Regions from separate parts of the Triticum aestivum genome. Here regions 2 and 3 are each linked to region 1. The links are chromatin contacts, called in public Hi-C maps. All regions are on one chromosome and are shown on one strand. Each heading gives the region's core, a stretch centred on a gene start, on an enhancer-like site or on the middle of the called end of the contact. The rest is flanking DNA. Distances are from core to core; before and after follow the strand shown. Region 1 holds the start of LOC123163202. Region 2 has its middle 10 kb from the start of LOC123156752. Region 3 has its middle 30 kb from the start of LOC123156752.

Region 1 (2,637 bases), core at 81-2,580:
AGTTCCTTTCAACGGCCCTCTCAGTATCTTGCCATTTCAGTGTCCAAATCGATGGACTAGACAAATCACCAATTGAAACCAATCACCACCGGAAGGGCAGAACCACACTGGCATTTCCGATTCAGACCCATTGGAAGCAAGGTTACCATCTTGCCACTACTAATCATGCCCCACTGGCTACCACAACTGGAGATGACACAAAACTTGGAGCCTGAGCAAGCAACCAGGGACCTAGCCAAGGATGAACCATGCAAGGAGATCACGTCACAGCCCTGCAGAAATGAATTGAAGAACATTGATTCAGCAAACTGATGAGCAGACAAAGGCTCAATTGATCCTATCACTCGGCTACACCCATGAATACAAGTAAAATTAATCCCACTACATGACCAAGAGAAGCTCAATTGCTACTAACTATTCTTACACCCATCACATGACTAAACCCATGAATAGAAGGAGTTGGATTAATCCCACTACATGATGAAGAGAAGCTCAATCAATACTGCGTGCTACGGTTACTATATTTAGCTCAGGAGAAACAAACTTGTCAGTTTCTATATCTTCCGCCTGATGCATAGAAATAGCAAGTTCCCAACCAATGATTGCACATCCAACCCAATGCTATCTACTCCACTCCCATACTGCCCAGACCAGGCACAAATGAAGGCATGGTCAGTTAATCCCTGAACAAACGGACATGCATGGACTAAACCTCAAAACTACCGAAATCGGGAGCACGGCAGCAGCCAAATTCGAGGAAATGAGAGGCCCAAATTTGGGGACGGATTGCGGAACCGTCACCGATCGAAACGAAGAACCAAATTCCCCACCGATAAACGGGCAGAGCCCACCAGAGCAACGGGAATCGCAGCAATACAAAGCCGGGGATAAAGGTTTACCTGCCTATCCATCCATGGAGCCAAATGGATTAATCAACAGCGGCACGGCCCGTGCCGCCGAATCGAATCGAGGTCCTCCGAGATTGAGGGCCGCCTCGATCCGACCACCCGGAACCAGCCCGCCCGAGGAGAATCCGCACCTCAATCGCGCCGGCCGATTTCCGCCGGGCTCTCGACGTCCACCTCCGCCGGACCTTCTCCTCTCTTGCGTTCTCCTCTGGCTGCTCTTCTTCGCTCCCCTCTATCGCTTGCTGCTCCAATGGTGGGTATATAATTCCGCAAGCAACTAACCAGGGGTCCTTGATTAGGCGCCAGAAATGATGATATTTTCTAGAGGGGAAACGCTGGGTTGGGTTGGGTTAGTACTAGCAGCGGCAGCGGCATCTGGATGTTTCCAATCAGCTCGGCTGTTTTGGTTTCGCTTTTGTTCTCGTTCGGTTGCCTTTTTTTTCTTTCCGATTCCGAGTGGATAAAATAAATAAAATGTTCTCGCGCCTCGTTTTGTGGTTTCTGTTTTTAACATCCAGGCCCCTCACGTCTCGCAGATTCGGTTTTCTGAGAGTCTGATGTGGCCGTTGAGCGGTGGTGGTTAATGTACCGACTTGTGTAACAAATTCTGTTGCTGCCCATAGGACATTTATTTCTTTCGCAAAATACCTACATCTATTATAAAAGCTAATTAATGAAAAGTACAAAGCACATCCAACATAACAAAAATTACATCGAGGTGCCTAGATAGCTGAACGACCACTACTGCAGTCAAAATGAGCCACCGACGTGTCATTTGTCGCAGCTCCCATACTGGACCCATCCTAGACTTATCGATGACAGTTGAAAAGTTTTCATGAAGTTGCCTCTAAGGACCAGCACCATGTAAACCATAGTCGCCCTTGTTAAACCCTTGAGTCAATCTGAAGTGCCTGCACGCACGCGCGAGAAATCATAACATCAGCTTCCTAAGGAGACGGTAGGAGCCTATACCGAAGCTTCGTCAACTTCGTTAAGATGGATGATTTCGAGGAGGATCAAAAAACCCCACAAAAAAGATATGAATCTTTTCAGGGGCCTGTTTGTAATTTCACGGAAGAAAATGGAGACTGGATTCAAAACTGTGGACTGGACCTACTACTGCTTGGGCGGCTAAGATCCGTTCCACTTTGGTATCAAATCTAAGACCGGGCAGACTGAGAACCTGGTCCATTTCTTCCCAATGACACTCCCTGTCCATGATGCATCATCTTTCTCCCGCTTCCATCTTTTTTCCTTCCCTCGGAGTAGCTTTGTGATACCTGAGCGATGGACTATTCGTAGGATGATGTAAGAATCTTTTACAGTACTGTACAATAGAAGGCTAAATGGATCAGAGTAATGTTGACCACGACAGAAGATGTCATTTGAGACTTAATCGTGGCACAGGACCGTCCAGTAGCGGCAACAGCAGCAAAAGGCGATGTGGATTAGGGACGAGAGAGAGCGGGCCTGATCCACAGCACCACACACCAATGATGGGCTAGCAGGAATGATATTATCTACAGATTAGACAAAGCAACGGTCGATCGCTATCTCATACGTGTGCCACACCACAATCCGCTAGTTTCCAGCATAAGAATCATGGTCCATGATGAGGCAAGTTGCTCCACATGTGGTCGAGCTTTTCTTTGGGTCCGATTCCACCTGTTGCTTTCCGCGTATATACTATAGCTGGCAGAACCTTGGAGACTGCCTCGCCATCGCCCTG
Region 2 (2,637 bases), core at 46-2,545, 470 kb after region 1:
GCTTCAAAGGATTTGTAGACTTTCCAAAGGAATGTTCATTCCATAGTTTTCAGTTCCTTCACTGGCGTTCGGATCAAGGGAATCAGCTACAGCGTTCTTATGGAAAAGTTCGTAAACAGTGGCCATTTAACAGGAATCTAAACATCTGGTCTGAACCAATTTTTGGGCGGAGGCCCGAGTCAAGCCAACTCGCAAGCCAAATAAAATATTCCTTTCGCATGGGTGGAAGAGAAGCAATACCAGCATGCAGCGATTAGAACACTTGATGCCTGAATAAAATACTCAATACTGTTGCATCAGTAGTACGGCTCCTTTGCTCATACCTCTGGACAATTTCCTGTGAACCGAACACCCTTTATTCTTCTATTTTGCGAACTGCAGTAATGTACTGTACAGCCAACCGCATTCCTATACTTTTTTACATCCCTTTGTTTTTCTTACCTGTGTATCGAACGGGGCCTTACTGGCTTAGCTAGCCGTAACCATCCAGTTACCGGTCGCGCGAGCGCTAGCATTTCGCTGCACTGTCTGTCTGGGTCGATCGGGAGCGCGAGAGATCGGGATCTCCGTCGCCGTCGGGCGAGATGTTGTCTGAAGAGTGAAGAGTATACATCTCACGGTGATATTTACGCACGTATACGTACGTCCGTGCGTACTCCTAGCGAATACTGACCATCGGTAGTAGCTTGTTGCGTACGAGCAGTGTTATACTACAGGGGTACACGCGCGCGCGTACGTACGTACGTACGAGCTAGAGTTCAGAGATCTCAAGCAACGTACAGCTAGCACACACAGTCGTGAGAATAGTATCGCAGTTAGCGTGCTCTTCTGTCACATCTGCACTGCAGCGACGTCGACAAGGAGACCGGTCGATGGATGCAAGCTATCTAGTTTGAGGATTCTGGCAACCGGGGAGCAACGCAACCATGTGTGTATGCATGAGCACGACTAGCTGAAATGAGAACAGTCTTCAGAAAGTGATATGTAGTATGAGTAGAAAATTAAACCTGAATATTAGTTCTGGGGATAAAAAATCTATCGATCTCATGAAAAAAGAAGTACTAGTATGTCTGGCTGCTGTGCATATATAACGGCTGCGTATACATGAATGATTGGTTAATCCATATAAAGAAAAGGGTTTGATGAAAGAGAGAGAAAGGGGCTCTGTCGTGTTGATCGGGTTTTAGTGCCCGGCCCGTGGTCGCTGTTTCGTGATGTGATCCACGGTGCTTTATTATTCAAAGCCAAATCTAGAGTGGATTCGCTCGGGTAGGACAGTGCCTGTCGTTGGGCCCACCCACGAACACCCTCTCAGATGAACCAATCACCGTGCTCGAGCTCTTCCACAAACCACTTGACCCTATCACCTTGCCTTGCCACCATTATCCGACTCTGCCTCTCTTTCTTTTTTCAATTAGATTTTATATAGGAGTATCTCTTAGGCCTTAGCTAGTCGCTGCTTCTGCTTTAATCTTTGCTTAATAACTAATAATAGTATAAATAATCTTGGCTCTTAGTATATACGTTGTAATTAAGCACAAGATTAGTATGTCAACAAATCTACTCCCTCCGTCCCAAATTTCTTGTCTTAGATTAGTCTAGATACGGATGTATCTAATATTAAAACGTGACTTGATATATCCGTATTTAGACAAATTTAAGACAAGAATTTCGGGACGGAGGAAGTATTAACTACTCTCTTGAAACAAAACATGCCCTCACGCCGCGCAATTTATAAATAAAGCACAAACCAAAGTATACAGTTGAATCATACAGAGAAGTCAGGAAGCCCTTTTACAACGTAGATTCTAGGCTAACCTGATAACATAAACGCACGCGAATATGCTATTGAGAGATAACACAGGTCGGCAAGAACACACCGCCACGACATGACGTAGGACACCTAAACTCCACGATAACACCGTCATGAGGGAATACTGTGCGAAGCATCACCATTGTCAAGTCGAAGATGGACAACGGTCTTCACTCGAAACCCTGACACGAAGAGAAGAACCACAACGACGTGCTCAAGAGGAGAAGAACACCAACAGGCGCTGGCTGCTGTCGGTGGCAAAGCGCGGCGCGAGCCGCAGCTCACCAGTGCCACCATGACGCACCTAGGACAACCGCGCCGAGTCCTAGTCATCAGATCTGGATCTGGGCATCACTGTTGTCAAGGACAGAGAGACAGAGCTAGTTGTGGCTCCACCCCTCACCGACCACACGACCAAGAAGTATTGCCACCATTGCCGCCATGTAGCCTGCCGGAGAGCCATCCATTCGGTCCGCCATCCGGGGCCGCCGCCCCGACACCACTAATCATCACCATCCCAAACAGACCACAACAGGAAGAGTGGAGGGCACTCCTTCCACTCCTAACCCGACATCAGTCCCTTGGTCTGGGTCCACATCACCACCGTAAAAGGTGTCGATGCCTAGGTCCCTACCCAGCCCTCCTCGACCGAGGGGGACACGACCCCAACACCGCCTATGGCCACCTCGAGAAGGCCCCAACCAAAGCTCTCTAACCATGCCACGACAAGCTCCCATGACGCCAAGTCCATGGCTATCGGTGCCGAACTAACCAATGACGTAGCAGCGTAACGACCACCATCACTGCCCACAGCACCCCGCGAG
Region 3 (2,637 bases), core at 65-2,564, 450 kb after region 1:
GCAGTAGCGCGGGATGGGCGGGCGCGTTGCTACTGCGGGTAGCCACCATTTAGTAGCAGCGGTGGATGGTAAATCCGCGCTACTGCTATAGTCATACCTGTAGCGTTGGTTTATATCTAGCACTACCGCTAAGTAGCAGTAGCGTTGGCCCTTGACCCCACGCTATGGTTAAGGTTCTACCTGTAAGGTATTTTCTAGTAGTGTCCTCCTCTCCTGGCTACTACGCATGGAGAAAAGTCAGAGGTAGGCACGTGTCGCCTCGTCAGTGATGGCGAACGTGACAAGCCACACCCGTGCCACCGCTTGCAGGTTACGGATCTCTGCCGCCCACTTGCTCCATGGCCGAAGCCTCATGCCATGGTATTTCGGCGACATCGATTTAGAAGAAGGCTCAAGATGTCGACGTGAGAATGAGGGAGGCATTGGTAAGACGTGCGGGGATCGGTTGATGAAGGGGAGCTCAGGGAGACGGCACGAGGGCACATGAAGTGGCGACGGGGAAGACGGCTCCTGAAGATCAAGGGGGCGCCGACGAGCTGTACGGGGAACAGTTGCAACATCAAAGTTGTGGTATAGGGGCGCCGGCGAGCCGCGCGGGGAGCAGTTGCGACATCGAAGTTGCGGTATGGGGGCGCCGGCGAGCCGCGCGGGGAGCAATTACAACATTGAAGTTGCGGTGTTGTGCCTCAAGATGCGGCGGTGCTCAAGGGGCAGTGGCGACCCCAAGCTCGAGGGAACGGCGTCGGCCCGAGTAAAGGACGACGACGGCGAAAATAATTGGAATGGGGATGGGATAGGGTTTGAGGGAAGGGCGGCGCCGGGATATTATAAACAGGGCCGGGTCAATCGGCCGGTATATGCGAGCCGCCATGCCATGAATAGGGAAGTGGAGCGGTCTCCCTATATTTACAGGGACGTGCTTTTCTTAGTGCAAAAATGGGCCAGGGAAAAAGTTAAGGATGAAAAGCTATTTATTTTTTGAAATGAAAAATGGCAGATGAGCTAGGTCGATGTTTATTCCCAAAACAGAAATTTTCGCCTCATATAACTTTTGAGGATGAAATGGCAGAAGAGCAGGGCAGCAACAACCATGTCGATAGAGCCTTTACAGGCCGCAACAAGGCATAAAGGCACTTGTGCATATGTGTACACTTCTCAGCGGCGAACCATTCCGAGACGGACGCGTATCTGCGAACAAAAACGTCTAAGCTTAACCGCAACGCAACTTCCCGCCCGCCCAGGCACGTCCACTTGTGCGAGTTCAATTTGCTTACGCGCTCTCAAATTATGCTCCAGATAATGCGGCTCACTTAAGCTCGGACAGGAAGGAAACGAATCTGCTTTCTCCTCTCCCTCTCGGCCGACGATGCGAATACGAATCAAATCTGCTTTGTTCATCCAGTTGTTTATGATTATTAATGCACTGTCCGTTGCATACACGCGTGCGAGCCGTATGGTACAATATTGTCAACAAAGATTTTTTTTTTGCGAATGAACAAAGAATAAAAGTATTAATAAATTAAAGAAAAGGTAAGTTACATCTATTTAAGACAACAGCAAAACTATTGTGTTTCACTCGGGCGGTGGCAATAATAGATGCACGTTGAGAGTTGGGATCCGTCCCCAGCACCTTCCCTTTTTTCATTTTCTTAGGCATCTTCTACACTGACCCATAAATTTCTTCTGACCTATGTGGATATGGACAATGGCGGATCCAGACCCTAGGCAGCCAGGGCCTCGGCCTGCGGCATGGCTGGCCGTCACTTTGTTGGCTATAGGTATAGCTACAGTGTTTTGCACTGTTTGACACTATACATACGTTGTTTGTGTGGGGCTTCGCTTTAACCTGGCACCGCTACTGGATATGGATATGGGAGCCGACTACCCAACGCTAGCCGCATATGTCCGATTAAGTTTCAAACACTGTTTCAATTACCGGACGAACTTCATGCAAACAAAACGGAGTTTATCCAAGTTTGATAGAAAATAGCACAAATCATCCATACATAGCATGCAAAGAAGTCTATTACAATAATAGTTCAAATTCAACTAGATTAACCGCATGCTTAACAAGTTTTTCATGAACGGATCATGTCGTCCGAAACATACTACCCTTCAGTTTCATCAAACAGTGTATGTGCGTAAATGGTCGTCCCTCTGTCCCGTGGTACATCACGCCAGCGCGTGCGGGCTACATAATGTGTAGACTAACTTTGAGAATGATTCAATCAATAAGTTGAGCAAGAAGCAAAACTTGCAATGTCCTTAGCGCGCAATGGCCACATTGCCCCAAGCCGACCAACCGTGTCACAAAACTTGGTGACGGAGGTCTAGATGGTGTACCATCGAGACGATAAACGACCTCACATGTGTTGTTGGATGATGTGCATGTCGTAGGGCGCAATGTGCTTTCACGTGTGAAACGAGTCATGCACGCGCTGCCAGAAGATCCCCCTCTGCTCCTGTCGATGAAATCTGCGGGTAGGGCTAACCACGCATTGCACAACAAGTCATCCTTCATGGTCGAGTACCTCGCATCCTTCGTATTCTAAAAAATTGACACAACATCAAAAATACGCTCAATGTCATTTGATTGAACACCTATCGGGCGTGGTGTCCGTCATGGACGACTTTGAC

What was found. Hi-C and Micro-C count contacts between places; a contact is called where the count stands out from the background.
Region 2: a contact with region 1 is called in a Hi-C map of leaf, with 5 times the contacts expected there. The contact joins the enhancer-like site here to the promoter of LOC123163202 in region 1. A contact is called at or near these places in 2 of 5 Hi-C or Micro-C datasets (both in leaf) and 1 of 1 datasets of contacts at active chromatin or transcription factors (leaf).
Region 3: a contact with region 1 is called in a Hi-C map of leaf, with 3 times the contacts expected there. The contact joins the enhancer-like site here to the promoter of LOC123163202 in region 1. A contact is called at or near these places in 2 of 5 Hi-C or Micro-C datasets (leaf and an unstated tissue).

Annotation. Positions count from the first base shown.
Region 1 is chr7B:233,805,067-233,807,703 of IWGSC CS RefSeq v2.1, reverse strand. LOC123163202 reads right to left here and starts at 1,330. Exons shown (of 7, transcript XM_044580947.1): 1 at 900-1,330; 2 at 1-272.
Region 2 is chr7B:233,335,544-233,338,180 of IWGSC CS RefSeq v2.1, reverse strand. No RefSeq gene overlaps it. Among protein-coding and RNA genes, the nearest start is that of LOC123156752, 10 kb to the right of the region's middle. Within about 2 kb of position 1,295, at least 2 of the 8 cell types and tissues checked have an H3K27ac peak or open chromatin away from gene starts, as enhancers often do. A contact at or near this core is called in leaf, where this site is marked.
Region 3 is chr7B:233,355,243-233,357,879 of IWGSC CS RefSeq v2.1, reverse strand. No RefSeq gene overlaps it. Among protein-coding and RNA genes, the nearest start is that of LOC123156752, 30 kb to the right of the region's middle. Within about 2 kb of position 1,314, at least 1 of the 8 cell types and tissues checked has an H3K27ac peak or open chromatin away from gene starts, as enhancers often do. A contact at or near this core is called in leaf, where this site is marked.